2 separate regions of the Sus scrofa genome follow, and region 2 is linked to region 1. Evidence: chromatin contacts called from public Hi-C data. All regions are on one chromosome and are shown on one strand. Each heading gives the region's core, a stretch centred on a gene start, on an enhancer-like site or on the middle of the called end of the contact. The rest is flanking DNA. Distances are from core to core; before and after follow the strand shown. Region 1 holds the start of TLE3 (transducin-like enhancer protein 3). Region 2 has its middle 60 kb from the start of TLE3.

Region 1 (7,410 bases), core at 3,670-6,169:
CCCTTATTGATCACTTAATGTGCCAGGTTCTGTACTAAGTACATTGCATGCATTATCTCCATCGATCCTCAAAACAGTCCTGTGGGGTGGACAGGATTGTTATCTCCACTTTACAGATGAGGAAATGGAGGCTTAACAAGATTAAATAAGTCCCCCAAGGTCACAGAGACTGGAGCAGCCAGAGAATTGGAAGAGGGATTGGGAGACCCTGGGAAGTCCCTTGACCTCTCAGAGCTCAGTTCCCTTCCCTGAAATGGGGTGGTTGCAGGATGAGCTCTCTGGGGGCTCCCTCTGGGACTTCCTGGGGCCCTTCCTGTGGTCTGTCCTGCAGCCCTGACCTGCATTCCCAGGAAAGCCGAGCTTGCAGAGTGTGAGGGTGAAGACTCTGGAGCTAGATTGCTTGGATTCAAGTCTATCAGCCACTGAAGTGACTGTGGGCAAGTCATTGTACCGCTGCAGGTCAGTTGTCCCCTCTGTAAAATCGGGGTGATCCTGATAGCACTCACTCCATTCACTGTGAGAGGATTAAGTACGTTAATATTTGTCAAGGGCTTAGAACAGTGTCTGGGACAGAGTTAAGCACTATGTAAGAGTTTGTTAAATAAAGAAAAATTCCCTTTCCTTTTGCTCTGTGATGAGGTGCTCACTTGTGGAGGAAGGCTGGGGATGACTGGGGGGGCAGGGTGAAGGCGCATGGAACTGCCCTAGCCGCAGAGTCCAGACTTAGAGAATCAACCAGAGGGTGGGGGAGGGAGAGAATCAAAGCCAGGGGGGAGGCTGTGGGGGAAGGGATACAGGGAGTGACCCATCCTAGGCACTGGGATTTTCCTCAAATAGGAGGCCACAGCCTGGTGGCTGATCTGAACCAGTTCCTTTAATTCCTGGAAAAGGGAGAAAACATATGGTAATGCTCTATCTAAAACGCTTGGCAATTATTTTTTAAAAACCAGAAAAGCAGCTCTTGGAGCTAGCCAACAGCTGCCTACTAACCACCTTGCGCCCCAAATGAGGGGCTAGGGAAACTCCACTCTTCAAATCCAGGCCGGGCTTTCTGTCTCACCGGGTGACTTTTTTTTTTTTTGTGCCAGGAATTCCTCTCCCACGTGGGGTGGACTCCGAGGTACTCAATTAAGCAGCCAATGAAAAGTCAGCTCTCCGGTAGCAAATGACCCTGACACTTCTTGTAACATAAACAGTTGAAACGTTTCCAATTAGAACTGGAGACAGAGACGTTTGAACTCTCTCTCCACTCCCCTCCTTCTTTAAAAATAATTGTCAAGCGCATTGGATGGGGTGTTGTATACATGTTTTTTCCTTTTTTTTTTCCGCAAGCATACAAAAATGATTTTTGTCCTTGTTTTCCCTAATTTGTGGGGTGGCAAGGTGGGGGGGGGGTAGAGAGGTGGTGAGCTGAAAGGGGTGCTGGCTTGCTTGCTTACCTCCAGGCTCCTTTTCCTGCTCTAGGCCAAGGCAGCCCAGAAGAGTGGAGTGCTGCTGGGTGCACAAGAGTGGAAGCCAGGGTCTGGGGAGCCGGGCCTGTGACCTCACCGCCAGACCCTCAAAATGAATGAGTGAATGGTCATGAATGAATGAGTGAATGCTTATGTTCCCAGGGATCCAGCTCTTGCTGTCAAAGGTGATGCTGAAGTTGGCTGTTGAGCCTGTTGCCCTGGATTGGAATCCTGATTCCTCTGCTCAGCTTGGGGTAAATTACTGAGCTTTCTCGGCATCTCTTTTTCACTTTATAAAATGCAGCTATCAGCCAGGCCGCTTTCTTCGGGAATGAGGTGAGGATGAAGAGCCTTCTGGCCTTGTCCTGAGAAAGCTTTCTGATGCCACTACCATCGCTGACTGCGTGGTGGAGTTCTCTGGTCAGGCCAGGCAGAGGAGGCGGCTCCTTGCAAAACCAGGTCGATCAGACGCCCCGCGGGCTCCTCCAATGTGCTGGGCCCAGCGCTGAGGTTCACAGGTGAATTCGAGGTGAACCCCACGTGAATCTGCCCTGCAGGAGCACCCTGGCTTGTGGGGTCCTCAGGAGAGCGGACATGGGGCAGAAGCTACGCCAAACTCGAGACAGAGCTGCTGTGCTCTTCTGGCCACTGTCCTCGGAGGAAGACCCGGGGGCCGGCGGCTGACCCCGGGCAGGGGCATTTGAGCCAGTCCACGTGAGAACCTAGAGAGAGAAGGCTGGGGCAGGCGCTGCGTCTGGGGCATCTTGAAGGCATTGTGTTTAATAAATCCAGGCGAGACTCACACCCGCTTCCCTCCCCCCACCGGCCACCCCCCTCAACTCCCAAATCGAGACCTGCTGCAGGATCCCCAGTTTATGGGGTTTTACCCCCCCTCCACTTTGATTAGCAGCTTCAAAGAGCTCCCTTTAAAGTTTACCCCCATCCCCGCCCCTACCTCCCCTTTTACGGGGCCACCACTCCCCCATCACTCCTAGACTTCTGGACCACAACAGAATACTTATTCAAGTTTAAAAGTAATGTAAGGGGGGAAATCTTCAGGCCTCCTTCTGAATGTGGGTCTTAGAAATTACCTGTTTCAGGCTTGCACAGGAGTAGGAGAACCGTGGAGTTTGGCTTTTTTCCTTTTTTCTTTCTTTTTTTTCTTTTTTCTTTTTTTTTTTTTTTGGTTTGTGTGTGTGTGTGTGTGTGTGTGTGTGTGTGTTTTACCTTTTATTATTTAAATTGATACGTTTCATTACTAGGGAGAAAAATAAAATATTCCTTTGATACACAAAATCAAATTGATATTTAGCCTCTGCTTACTTTTTTATGCATGGCTCCTTTATACCACATGGTAGTGACAGATTGTTTGAGCTGGAAGGAAAAGCCATTCAAAGCTAATTAAGCAGCCATTCCAAGCACTATTTGCAAGCGGGAGGCTCAGAAGCCTCGGCATTTGTCAGCGCTCCCCCACCCCGCGTGGTTTTGACTGACAGCCGCGGTCGCGGACTGACAGCGCCTTGCAGTTGAACCAATCAGTAACAGAGAGTCCCATTAGCTGTCTGTGATTGGCCTTCCTGTCCTTGCTCGGGGGCGGGGTTGGCGGCACCCACGTGGGGGCAGGAGCGAGAAAGGGGCGGGGCGGGTAGGAAGAGGGTGCGCCCACCGGTGACGTAAGGGGGAGGGCAGAGAAGGGGGAGGGGAAAAGGAAGCTCCAAAGAGGAGCCATTTTGTGTCTAATGAATGCTGCGGCCAGATGCTCGCATCTGTCGAGCCGGGCTTCTCCCCACCCCCCTCTTCGGTGCGTGCCTCACACGATTTATGTTTTTATTTAGGAAAATAAATAAATGAAGAGAGGAGTGCGGTTCGGGGCTGGCGGCCGGAGCGGGCGCAGGGAGGTTCAACTCCAAGGCGGGCGCTCACGTGTAACTCCCAACGCACCGGCCTCCGAGCGCCCGCTTGTTCTCAGCTCCTCATTAAGATGCAAAAGCGAACTCCAGCTCCTAATGAGGGGAAAATATAGATCCGGGGCCAACCGCGGGCCCCGGGGTTCGTGCAGGTCCGCGGAGATACTTGGGAAGGGGGGTACCTAGGGCCCACCTGGGCCCGTCCACTCGGCGGTGCCCGTGGGATCTGGGGCGCGGCCACTCCAGCCTTCCAGCCGCTTGAGGCCCATGTCCCCACGGCCCGTCTGCCCTGATGTAACCCCGAGTGCAGGCGATCGAGGCTATCTGTTTGCGGGCAAACTGGACCCAGAGTCGAGTGTGCAACCGCGCGGGGAGTCCCGGAGGCGCGGCGGCGGGGGTGGGAAGAGGAGCGCACGGGGGCGGATGAGAGTCTGCACCTCCCAGGGCGTCAAGGCTGGCGGCCGAGACACCTACGGGCTTGCACGCGCGCCCCTCCACAGGCTTCCGCCGACGCGAAGACCCTGCCGGGAGCAAGCTGAGAAATCCGGGACGGAACTCGGAGCTCCCGGGCCGCGGTGGGGCCAGCAGCCACGGCATTCCCGATTCCGCTTCCCCGGCCCCGACGCTCAATGAACAGCTGCGGCGAGGGCGTAGCCGTCTCCACCAGGAAGGAGCCCCGAGTGGGGATAGCGCGGGAGGACCCGAGTGTCCGCGGGCAGTCGGGCCTTTCCATCTGCTCTGCCCGCCAAAGGAGAGTTCCTTAGGCTTCTCCCCGCGGGCAGCCGCCGCACATCAAAGACGCTGTTTATTTGGCTTTCTGAAAAGGACGAATGAACAAAGAAGAAAAGCTGGGGGCCTGGGGTGGGGGGAGTAGGAGGGCAGGAGAAGGGGAAAAGAAAGGGACACCCTCAGTTCCGAGCAAAATTTTTTTAAGGTGGCAGGCAACTTCGGGAGCCACCATTTTATCGGTCCTAAATCTTGTGAAGTGAAAACATTAAAGTGACAAAGTGATTCTGTTTGTTTTATAGTATCTAATTGGGCTGCTTTGCAGACCTAATGAGATTAGAGGGAGGAATCCTTCGCCGCCTCTGCAGAATAAACTGATACATTACTACCAGCCACAGGTTTTGAGGACTGTACAGTTTGTCTTTTTTTTCTTTTGTTGTTATTCTTCTGTCTTCTCTCTTTCCCCTCCCGCCAAATAATTATTTGCTAGTAGATCGTGGGAAAAAAGAGCGGGGGGGGGGGAAATCCTTAGCAGCCCAGTACTATAATATATATCTATTTATTATATGTCTTTCGGTTAATTCCTGATCTGAGGAGCGCTGTTTTTCACTCCCCTGCGAAAGTCACCAGCGGGTAGGGCCTGATTGCTACTTTTCATGCATAGTTTTAGACACAAGAGGGCATTGTGACGTCGCGCCCGGCGGCGCCCAGTCGCAGGCCGAGTCCGACAGCCCCACGTGGGGACCCCGCGCTCCCATTGGTTAGCGGCTGGCGAAGCTGCCACATTATTTTGTTACTTTTCAGTCCCTATTTGGAACTGCTCTCGCGGCAGTTCAGACCTCGTGCTCGTCCCCCTCGCTTGTCTGTGTGTGGTATCCGCAGGTCCGGGGCACTTTTTTTTGGTGTGTGTGTGTGTGTGTGTGCGCGCGCGCGCGCGCGCGCGTCTGGGGGGATTGTCGGGGAGCGGAGAGGAGAGCCGGGCCGAGGGGAAGGAAGGAAGCCGCAGAGGTCCCCGGTCTCGGGCTGCGTCTCCCCTCCAGCGCTCTCCTGCTTGCGCGCTCGGAGGCGGCGGCGGCGGCGGCGGCGCCAAGCGCTCCTCGCTGGGGACCCGGCCCTCGAGCTGGGAGCAGCGAGGACCCTTTTGCGGCGGTTTCCTGTGCCTGCTGGAGTTAGGATGCCAGGGCGGTTGATTCCCACCTCCTGAGCGCGGAGTTTCCTCCTCGGCCCTGGGAAGGGCTCGCAGCGGCGGCGGCGACAGAAGCAGACTGAACAGCAGGCTCTCCTCTCCAAGGGGGGGCGTCGAAGCGCCCGCGCCGGGCTCCCGCCCTCACCCTCCGGCGCTCCTGCGGCCCAAGCCGCCACCTCGGTGCTTGCCTTCTTCCTCTTCTCGCGGAGAGCTGCCCCTGGGATCGGACCTGAACGCCCTGGATGCTCGGACTGCCCCGGCGCGTCCCCCTCCCGGCGCGACGCGCTGAGTGATCCGGAGGGCGCCCGCGCTTGCCCCAGGAGGGGCCCCGGACCTCGGGACCCCGCGCCGGACCCTCCGGGGTGACGACGATGTCCGCGCAGTCTCCGGCTCTGACGCGCTCCAGGCAGTGGGGGGAAGGCGGCCGGCTTCAGTCAGCCGAACCCTAGGTGCACAAAGCCCAAGCCCACCGCCCGGCCTCGGTGCCCGCCGACGACTTTGCCGCCTGCTTCTCGGCTCTTTGTCTCCGCTTGGGGCGGGCGCCTGACTCTGGGATTTCGCTGCGAGAGCGGGCTGGGGGGGCCGGGGGCGAGCTCTCGGTTTCCCGGCCGCCCCCCGCTCGGTCTTGGCTCCCCCCTCCCCCGCACCTCCCCGACCCGAGCTCTCCGCGTTTCTACGCTCTCAGAATCACGACCCCTCCCTGCCATGTATCCGCAAGGCAGACATCCGGTGAGTAATTGCAACTTGGTTTATTTAAGCATCTATCATGGCAGGGTAAACGAGGCAGTTTATCTGGCACCTCCATTTTGCTTGTTGCTACCTTTATGGTGTGTGTGGGGTGTGTGTGTGTCTGTGCGTATGTGTGTGCGCGCGCGCGCGCTCGCACAAAGGGGATGGGATGGGGGGGCGCCGTTGCGAGAGGAGGTTAATTCCGCTCGATTGGCGGGGGGGTTGGGGGGGGCTGCCAGTGTTCCCGGGGAACTGTTTGTTTTCACGCTGTCCTCCGCCCCCTCGCCTAAGTCTTCCAACTCACTCAGCCTGTCTCCCCCACCTGGGTCTTACTTGGGAAGGGGTGCCCCTTCTAAAAAGGAATGGGAGCCCCGCGGCCAATAGGGAGAGATCTCCCCCCCACGCCCCTTCGGAGAGCTGAGAAACTTGCTGGGAAGGTTCTGGGCCGTGAGGGTGGCCTCTCCGGTTGGGTGGGGGCGGGGGGAGACCAGAGGAAACCACCGAGGGGCCTGGACAGCTTGGTGCCCCGTCTGACGCCCCCGCCCCTCCCCTGTCTTGTCCTCGCCGGCTCCAGGCTCCCCATCAACCTGGGCAGCCGGGATTTAAATTCACAGTGGCTGAGTCTTGTGACAGGATCAAAGACGAATTCCAGTTCCTGCAAGCTCAATACCACAGGTAAGGTCGGTGGGGGCTGCCCCAGGGCTGGCGGGGCGGGGGAGTCCCCGCCGAAGCTCCTGTCACCCTCTCCTCTCGGGGACAGATCGGGCTCCAGACCCCGGGGCGGCGGGGCAGCCTGGGCCTCCGCCTTTTGTTTCCCCTTTCGGAGCGCGGCGCCTTAACCCCTTGGTGCGGGCAGCCTCTCGGATCCCCGCGCCGCACGCACAGTCCCCGGGGTGAGGATCCGGGTGGCGAGCCGACTCGCTCCGGGTTCTGGGGCGGGGGGCGGTCTTGAGCCTGAATCAGGATCCCACCCCTCCACCCCCACCCCCCGCCTCCGCAGCCCAGATAGGTTCACTCCTTGGGCCGCGCAAAGTTTCAAATTGTTTCACTCCCTCTCCGCGCGTCGGGGACCCAAGTCCCCCGCCGGCTGCAGAATGAGGGGGTAACCTGGGGGCACTCTACAAAGTGGCTAGGTGGCTGTCAGACGCCTTTGGGTTGGGGCCTCTGAGGAGGCTGTGCAGGCGCCAGGCCTGAGCCGGCTCCTCCTGCCCTCGCAGCCTCAAAGTGGAGTACGACAAGCTGGCGAACGAGAAGACGGAGATGCAGCGCCATTATGTGATGGTGAGAGGCGGCCGGGGCCAGGGCGGCGTGGGGTTGAGGGGCCTGGAGCTGGGTCCCCTGGCCGGCCCACTGCAGGGCAGCCCCCCAGTGTGCCCACGGGCCCCTCACCAGCCTTCCTTTGCCCGGGCCA
Region 2 (7,410 bases), core at 2,945-5,444, 59 kb before region 1:
CAGAGGATGTAGCCCTAAAAAACCAAAAGACAAAAAAAAATTTTTTAATTAAAAAAAAAAAAAAGTGCCGAATTGCGGAATTAGATGAGCTGGTTAAAGACAGCTCTTCTGTGTGAAGTCACCTGACTCCCTGAGCCTCAGTTCCTTCATCTATGAAGTAGGGATAGTCGTGTCCACCATATTTGGTTAGTGCATGGTATGGATTATCTCATAGCATATGAGTAAGTTCTGGGTAAACCAGAAAACAAACAGTTTTGCAGAGAGCCAGATTTTTCCAGAAGATTCCAGAATGCCCAAAGATCATTTATCAAGTTATGAGTTTGTTTTTATATTTCTAACCTATGCCTGGATTCATTTTGCTATTTGATATTAATTGTACTTATTGTCAAAGACATGAACCTGTTAGGTTCAGCAAGTAAACTAAAATGATTGTTCTAGACAGGGCTGCTTTTACCCTGTTGGTGCCACTGATTTATGGGCATGCCTTTAGTCATCAGAATCAGAAAGGGCTACTTCCTGGAAAAGGTGCAGCATCTATTGTGGTTATCCGGTGCTGATTTTAAAGGTCAGCTCAGGGAATTCCCATTGTGGCACAGCAGAAACGAATCCAACTAGGAACCATGAAGTTGTGGTTTCGATCCCTGGCCTCGCTCAGTGGGTTAAGGATCCGGCATTGTCATGAACTGTGGTGTAGGTTGCAGACTCGGCTCGGATCCCGTGTTGCTGTGGCTATGGCATAGGCCTCGGCTGTAGCTCTGATTAGACCCCCAGCCTGGGAACCTCCATGAGTTGCGGGTGTGGTCCTAAAAAGACAAAAAGACCCCCACACACACAAAAAAAGGTCAGCTCAGTGTGCAATATTAACCACTTTTCAGGGCATTTTCTTTCTTCAAACATATTTCCATATTGTTCAAGGTGAGGGAGCCCTCGCATTCATGAAGAATAATAAAGAAATGCATGTAATGCCTTAGAACAGTCCAGTACATCCACCTATTTGACAGGAACAATGAAAATATTCTGAAAAAAATTGATGGTAAGAGGACTACGGAGTGTTAAGTAAAAAGCTTATTTGACATAAAACTTTAAAAAGCATTAGGTGTGTACACATTTTTAAGGATTCCTTATGGAACCTGTTTCAAGAAATGGATTTTTGGTTTTAAGGAAATAAAATCAGTTCACCAATCAACATGAAACAAACACTATTCTCTAAGAACCTACATGTGGGGCAATGGTACAAAAGTTTCAAAAATGCTTCTATCCCATTCATTCTCCTAAGTCGGTGAAATAGTCCCCCTGTGATATCACACCCTGGGCAGTCCCTCAGGGAACCCTTCTCTCCTCTAAAATCAGCAAACATCAGTGCTGTCATGAGCAAAGGACCACATTCCTGTAAGTTGAGCAGACAAGTACTATCTCGTGGCTCTACTTTTAAGGTTTAAGAGATTAATCATACACAGGTGCTCCACTACAAGCCTTTTTCCAATGTTCAACCCAAAATATGTGGTCCATTATATTCCAGAAAGGGGAATGGCTTTGGAAGAAAATGGTCAAGGCAGAGGCCATAAGGTGCCCACTTTCTGGGCTGTACTCTGGGCAACTGTTTGTGTTTGGAAATCCTGGAAGAGTGACCTTTCTCAGGAAGGGAGCACTGACTCCAGAGGCAGCCTCTCTGGGTTCAGAGGCTGGGTCTGTCTCTCATTAGCTGTGTGACCTTGCGCCAGTTGCTTAACCTCTCTGTGCCTCATTTCCCTCATTGGTAAAATAAGGAAAACAAGCCGATAATTTTATCAAGACTCCTGTTTCACGGGCACTGGTGGGTCTGGGGCAGAGCTTGGCAAACATTTTCCGTAAAAGGTCAGGTAGTAAATTTTTTCAGCATCAAAAGCCATACCTATAGTTTCCGTCACACTTACTCAGTTCTGCCCTTATTATGCCATAGACAATATGTATACAAATGGGTGTGACTGTGTTCTAATAAAACTTTACGAAAATAGGTAGTTATTTGTCTGGAAGCTCTAGATTGGCAGTTGCTGGTCTGGAGAAAGTCAGAGCCAGAGCAAGGGAAGGGGCAGTGAGAACAGACAGAGCCAGGTGAACAGGGGAGGGATAATAGAAGAGGTCCTGAGCTCATGGAAGGATGATGGAGGGAGCAAGAAAACTGGTGGGCTCCCCCTCCACAATGTTGGTGGCCTGAACCTCCTGGCCTAGAATGCCTCCCCTTCTACTAGCCTGGTTTCCATGTTTCAAACTCCTAAAGGGGCTCTCCCATTCCGTCCATACCCTTGACGAGGGTGGGGACCAGAGCAGACTGCCTTAGGTGGGAAGCTTGTGGTAGCAGCACAGTCTCAGGAGCCTAGAGGGAGCTGAGTTCCAGTCCCACCCCTGCCGTGAACATGCTGTGTGACCTTCTATTGGATGACAGACAGCCGTAGCCCCAGGGCCTCCCCTACAAGCCATGGGGCATCACAAGATGAAGCTAGGGACAGATCTACACCAACTCTGTGCTGTGCCCCCATCCCTTCCAGCTCCTGCTGACCTCCGCAGCCTCTTCCCCAGAGCTAAGGCACGCAACCCAGTTCATGCCTCTGGCACTCCAGGCTGTCTCTGCAGCTTCTATCTCTTTGATGCGTCATACTTTCCCATAGCCAGAAGGGCCTTTGAGATCACCTAGTTAACCCTCTCAGTTTTCTTTAAGTTTTTTTGTTTGTTTTGTTTTGGCCGCACCTGCCACATAGGGAAGTTCCCAGGCCAGGGATTGAACTCATGCCTCCATGGAGACCCAAGCCACTGCAGTCGGATACTTAACCCACTGTACCAAAATGGGAATGCCTACCATCTTTTTTTTTTTTTTCCTGGTCTTTTTTAGGGCCACAACCACAGCATATGGAGGTTCCCAGGCTAGGAGTCAAATCACAGCTGTAGCCACTGGCCTATGCCACAACCATGCCAGATCTGAGCTGCGTCTGTGACCTACACCATAGCTCGTAGCAACGCCGGATCCTTAACCCACTGAGTGAGTCCAAGGATCAAAACTGCATCCTCATGGATACTAGTCAGATTCATTTCTGATGAGCCATGATAGGAACGCCTACCCTCTCATTTTTTAATGAGGAAACTGTGGCCCAGGAACGGAAAGGGACTTCCTCTAAGTCACAGGTAGATGTCCTGACTGACAGCCCATGCCCTGCCCGTCTCTCTGCCTCTGAGGAAGCCCCACCCTCAATCTATAGAATACAAATACTGCATCAAACAATATAATAATTCTTGGTGAGAAGTATTAAAAAAAAAAAAAATAGTATCCTTTCCTCCCGCCAAACAGAGCCCTATCTTAACACCCATGACGCAGCAAACAAATTATGGGAATGCAGCCCCCTTTGGGCCTCACAGCTGGGTGCCTCATGCAGTAAACAACCTGCACAGCCTTACCCAGAGGTCTGGGCCCATGCCTAGTAGCAGGGATTGCTGTTAACCTTGGCCAGCCCCAGATCACAGACCCATGTGGAGACATCAGAGACTACTCAGCTCACAGGTCATCCTTACCAAGCAGGAGTACATGCTCAGCATCATACCGGAAATCTAGATTTTGGAAACCTATAGTGTGCAAATGTTGGCAAGGGATTCCTTTTTTTAAAAAATGCAGTGCAGGCTGATTCTGTGCAGACCACAAGGACAAGTCTGTGGGCCAACAGAGTTTTGCCATTCAACTCCTCCAAACCCCTCAGGAAACAGATGTGAGATGACAGAGAAGTGACTTGTCCAAGGTGACACCTCGAGCCGGTGACAGGCTGTCTTCCAGCCTTCCCCGAGGCCTGTGACCCACACTGCGCCTGCACTTCACAAGTCAGCCCGAATTGCACACACACCTCCCGACCTGGCCCCGTCCCCAGCTGATATTTTTACCAAATGTCACAGCAGTTTGCAGGAAGGCCCAGGGTCTGGCGTGAGCCAGTAAATTATGATTGCTTGCCAGGGAGCTGTAAACAGGATTCTGATTAATGAATTCCTTAATGGTTGGGCCTGAGTGCCGACGTTGTCTGAGTGTCACCCTGGGCAGACACACAAGGAAGAGTTGGCTGGTGGGGGGTGGGGGGGAAGATTTGTGTCATGTTTTTGCCTCGGAAAGGGAAGGCTAAACCTGCTGGCGCCCAGCGCCTGAATAACCACTCCTCCCTCCTCCTAATCGTGCGCCTGCCCCATCTGAGTTCACGCCAGCTGACGTGTGCATAAGACCAGCGAGAGAGATGATGGATCCTCGGGTGAAAATAGAATTGGCTGGCCTCCACAGTGATCTCAAGAAACTTGAACATGCCCTTATCTGAATCCAAACAAAGAGCCGAGAAGCCTTCTTCCTGACGCTGACTGCCTTGCATCTGGCGGGACCCCCGAGACCTGAGCAGGAAGCTCTGGCTCAAGTCCTCTCTTGTTGAAGATGGGAAACCCGGGCAGCAGGAGCCAGACTCAAACCTGTCCAGAACCCCCAAGGATCTGAGAAGAAAGCAAACATGGGAGAGTCACTGATGAAGGGATGGTCCCACTGTGTGACCTTGGACCAGTCTCCTGACCACTCTGGACCTTGTGTTCTGCTCTGCGAAATGAAAGACCCGGAACACGTGATTCACTCAGTTCTCTGTGCTGGGGCAGGTGAGGGCAAAGCTAAGGCCAAAGAGGGGTGACAAGTAATCCACACAAGTGGCTACTTCCTGTCCCATCCCCAAGGCCAAAGTCACTGGTCAACCTGGCTTTCCTTGCCACTGAGTGGGGAGTAGCCTCACAGGCTTTTTCTGTGCAGGACTCAGGGTTGCTGCCACCAATCAGTCTCGGGCAGAAAGTATGAGAAAAGTGGTTTGCCCTCCCTGAACTGGAATATCTGTCTTCTTTGCTTTAGCCTAAGTGTGGCAGCTTGTGTGATGGAGAGAGCACTGGACTGGGAGTCAAGAGACCCAGAGAACTGTCAAGGCTCTGCAGTTAGCTCCCTTGGGTGGGATGTCCTGGAGTTTCGTCAGTCTTTTCTTGCTCGGGGTTCATGGACCAGTAAAAGCAGTGTCATCTAATTATAGTATCAGTGGGCATTCATGTATCAGGCACTGTGCAAACACTTTAGTGCATTTTCTCATGTCATCGTAATCCCTGACAAGAGAGGATTGCTGTTGTCCCATTTCGTGGGGAAGGAAATTGAGATTCAGACAGATTAAGTAAAAAAGCCCAAGTTCACAACTAGTAAGCATCCCAGTGGTCAAACCCAGGCATCATGTGACACATTAAATATGCCCATAAAGTCTTTGAGGCCCCTCCCATCAAGGAATGGAATTCCTGCCCCCGCCCCTTGAATCTGGAGTCACTGTGACTAACAGAATGTGACAAAAGGGATATTGTGTAAGTTCTGCAGCCCAGGCCTCATAAGACCTCACAGCTGCCAGTTTTGCCCCTTGGTCTATCCTGAGCATGAAGGACACTTGGAGGAGAACCACGGCTCTCCTGTGAACAGCTCACATCAGATGTGCAAGTCAGGCCAGGGCTGAACTTCCAGCCCTGCAGATCCTCCAGCGAATCCAGCAAAATGCAGCTGAGGGTCTAGAATGACCCCTCTAGAATTACATAAAGTGTACACTTACATGGTGGCCCTGGAAATAGCTGCTATTGGTCCCACCTTTCCCAGGTGAGGAAACCAAGACCCACAGCTCAAGAGAAACCAGCATTGGCACTGCCCAGCCACTTCCCAGAATTGTGAGAAATAAACCACCTTGTTTGTAGAGGTACTTGTTACACAGCAATAGCTAACTGATACATAATCTTACTCCAGGGCCACACTCTGAATATTGCTGGTGTACCTCACAAGAGGCAACTCATAGTAAGAAGTAAGAGTATGGTCTCTGGAGACAGACGACCTGGCTTCAAATCCAAACTCTGCCCTTTACTAGCTAGGGCAACCTCAGACAAGTCACTTCAGCTCTTGTGCCTTGGTTTCTCTGTCTGTGAAATGGAGGGATAATAATAGCATAGCTATCTTACTGGGTTGTTGTGAGGATTAAATCAGCCACTGGAAACATGTCAACTGCCTAGAATAGTGTCTGGCACAGAGTGCTCCCTTGTTTGCCCTAAAGAGAGGAAATTCCCAGGTCATGGTCAGTCGGGGTTACTCACCCAGTCAGGGGTCCTGGGGCCTGTGTCAGGAATCCCACCCGTCTGCTGCCTCACACATCCTCAATCCCTCAGAGAGAGCGAGAGATTGAGCCAGAAGCCCCACGAGGGACATCTGGGCCAATGACCCCTCTAGAGTTACGTAAAGTATACACTTACATGGTGGCCCTGGAAATAGCTGCTATTGGTCCCACCTTTCCCAGGTGAGGAAACCAAGACCCAGAGAAAGAACTAGCCCTTAGCCAGTCTCCTAATTCCTGGTCTAAGGCTTATCCCTCAAGCCTACCTGGCCTTTCCAGCCTGGTCCTGATGCAGCGGTGGGGGTCCTTCCTGGAGTCTCTAGGCAGACTCTCTGGGGTTCAGTTATCCAGCCCTCTTTGGGATGAGGTGGGGAGATGATCAGGGCAGGGCTAGCCCCTCTCTGAGGCCTCCTGCAACCCGAAAGGCACAGGGAGGAGGGTGGGCCTTCTTCCATCAGGTCAGCAGAGCCTTAGGTCTTATCTTGGAAGGGAGCTCTTCTGCCATCTCTTGGTCTCTCTCTCTCCCTCTCTACCTTTCTCTTCCTTGGTCCTTTGTTCCTGGTCAGCCAGCATCCCTTTCCTTCAACCTCCGTGAGGATAAACCTCCCTCTTTCCCTTTCCAGTGGGCTGAGCACCAGGCACACGGGAAACAAAAACTAAGATTTCCTGAACTCCCAATACGTGCTTTTGGTATAATATAAACATCCCCCCTTCCTTTTTTCTTTTTTTTTTTGGCTGCGCCCATGGCATATGAAACTTCTCAGGCCAGATATCGAACCCGTGCCACAGCAGTGACCCCATCTGCCACAGTGACAACACTGGATCCTTAACCCTCTCTGCCTCCTAAGAACTCTGAACATCTCCCTTTTAATTGACACAGCAATGCCACAAGGGAAGCATGGCACTGTCACAAATGAGGGAACCGCCACAAGTGAGGGAACACGGGCCCCAAAGGCCAAGTGACTTGTTCAAGAAGATACCTTTAGTAGATATCGGAGCTGGGTTTGAGTTCAGACCCTCTGCTCTCGGAGCAACACCATTTCCATCACACCACCTGGCCTCCCCCCCGGGAGAGGCCGGGAGCCCGGCCCAGAAACTCCGGTGTGGAAACAGCGAGTGGAAACTGCATTAATGAAAGGAGAGTCTGAGTGGGGCTGGGCCCCGGGGGCTGATTCCTCATCAACCTAAACCCCGGGAGGAACTGGGAGAGCTGTTCCCAGCATCCTCAGCTGCTAATTATCTGCTTCACTTT

Evidence for each region. Hi-C and Micro-C count contacts between places; a contact is called where the count stands out from the background.
Region 2: a contact with region 1 is called in a Hi-C map of skeletal muscle, with 2.8 times the contacts expected there. The contact joins the enhancer-like site here to the promoter of TLE3 in region 1. A contact is called at or near these places in 6 of 47 Hi-C or Micro-C datasets (blood, embryonic fibroblasts, fetal heart ventricle and 2 more) and 1 of 2 datasets of contacts at active chromatin or transcription factors (skeletal muscle).

What each region holds. Positions count from the first base shown.
Region 1 is chr1:167,853,422-167,860,831 of Sscrofa11.1, reverse strand. TLE3 (transducin-like enhancer protein 3) reads left to right here and starts at 4,919. Exons shown (of 20, transcript XM_021100790.1): 1 at 4,919-5,999; 2 at 6,574-6,674; 3 at 7,217-7,280. The coding sequence starts at 5,976.
Region 2 is chr1:167,912,150-167,919,559 of Sscrofa11.1, reverse strand. No RefSeq gene overlaps it. Among named protein-coding and RNA genes, the nearest start is that of TLE3, 60 kb to the right of the region's middle. Within about 2 kb of position 4,194, at least 17 of the 83 cell types and tissues checked have an H3K27ac peak or open chromatin away from gene starts, as enhancers often do. A contact at or near this core is called in embryonic fibroblasts and skeletal muscle, where this site is marked.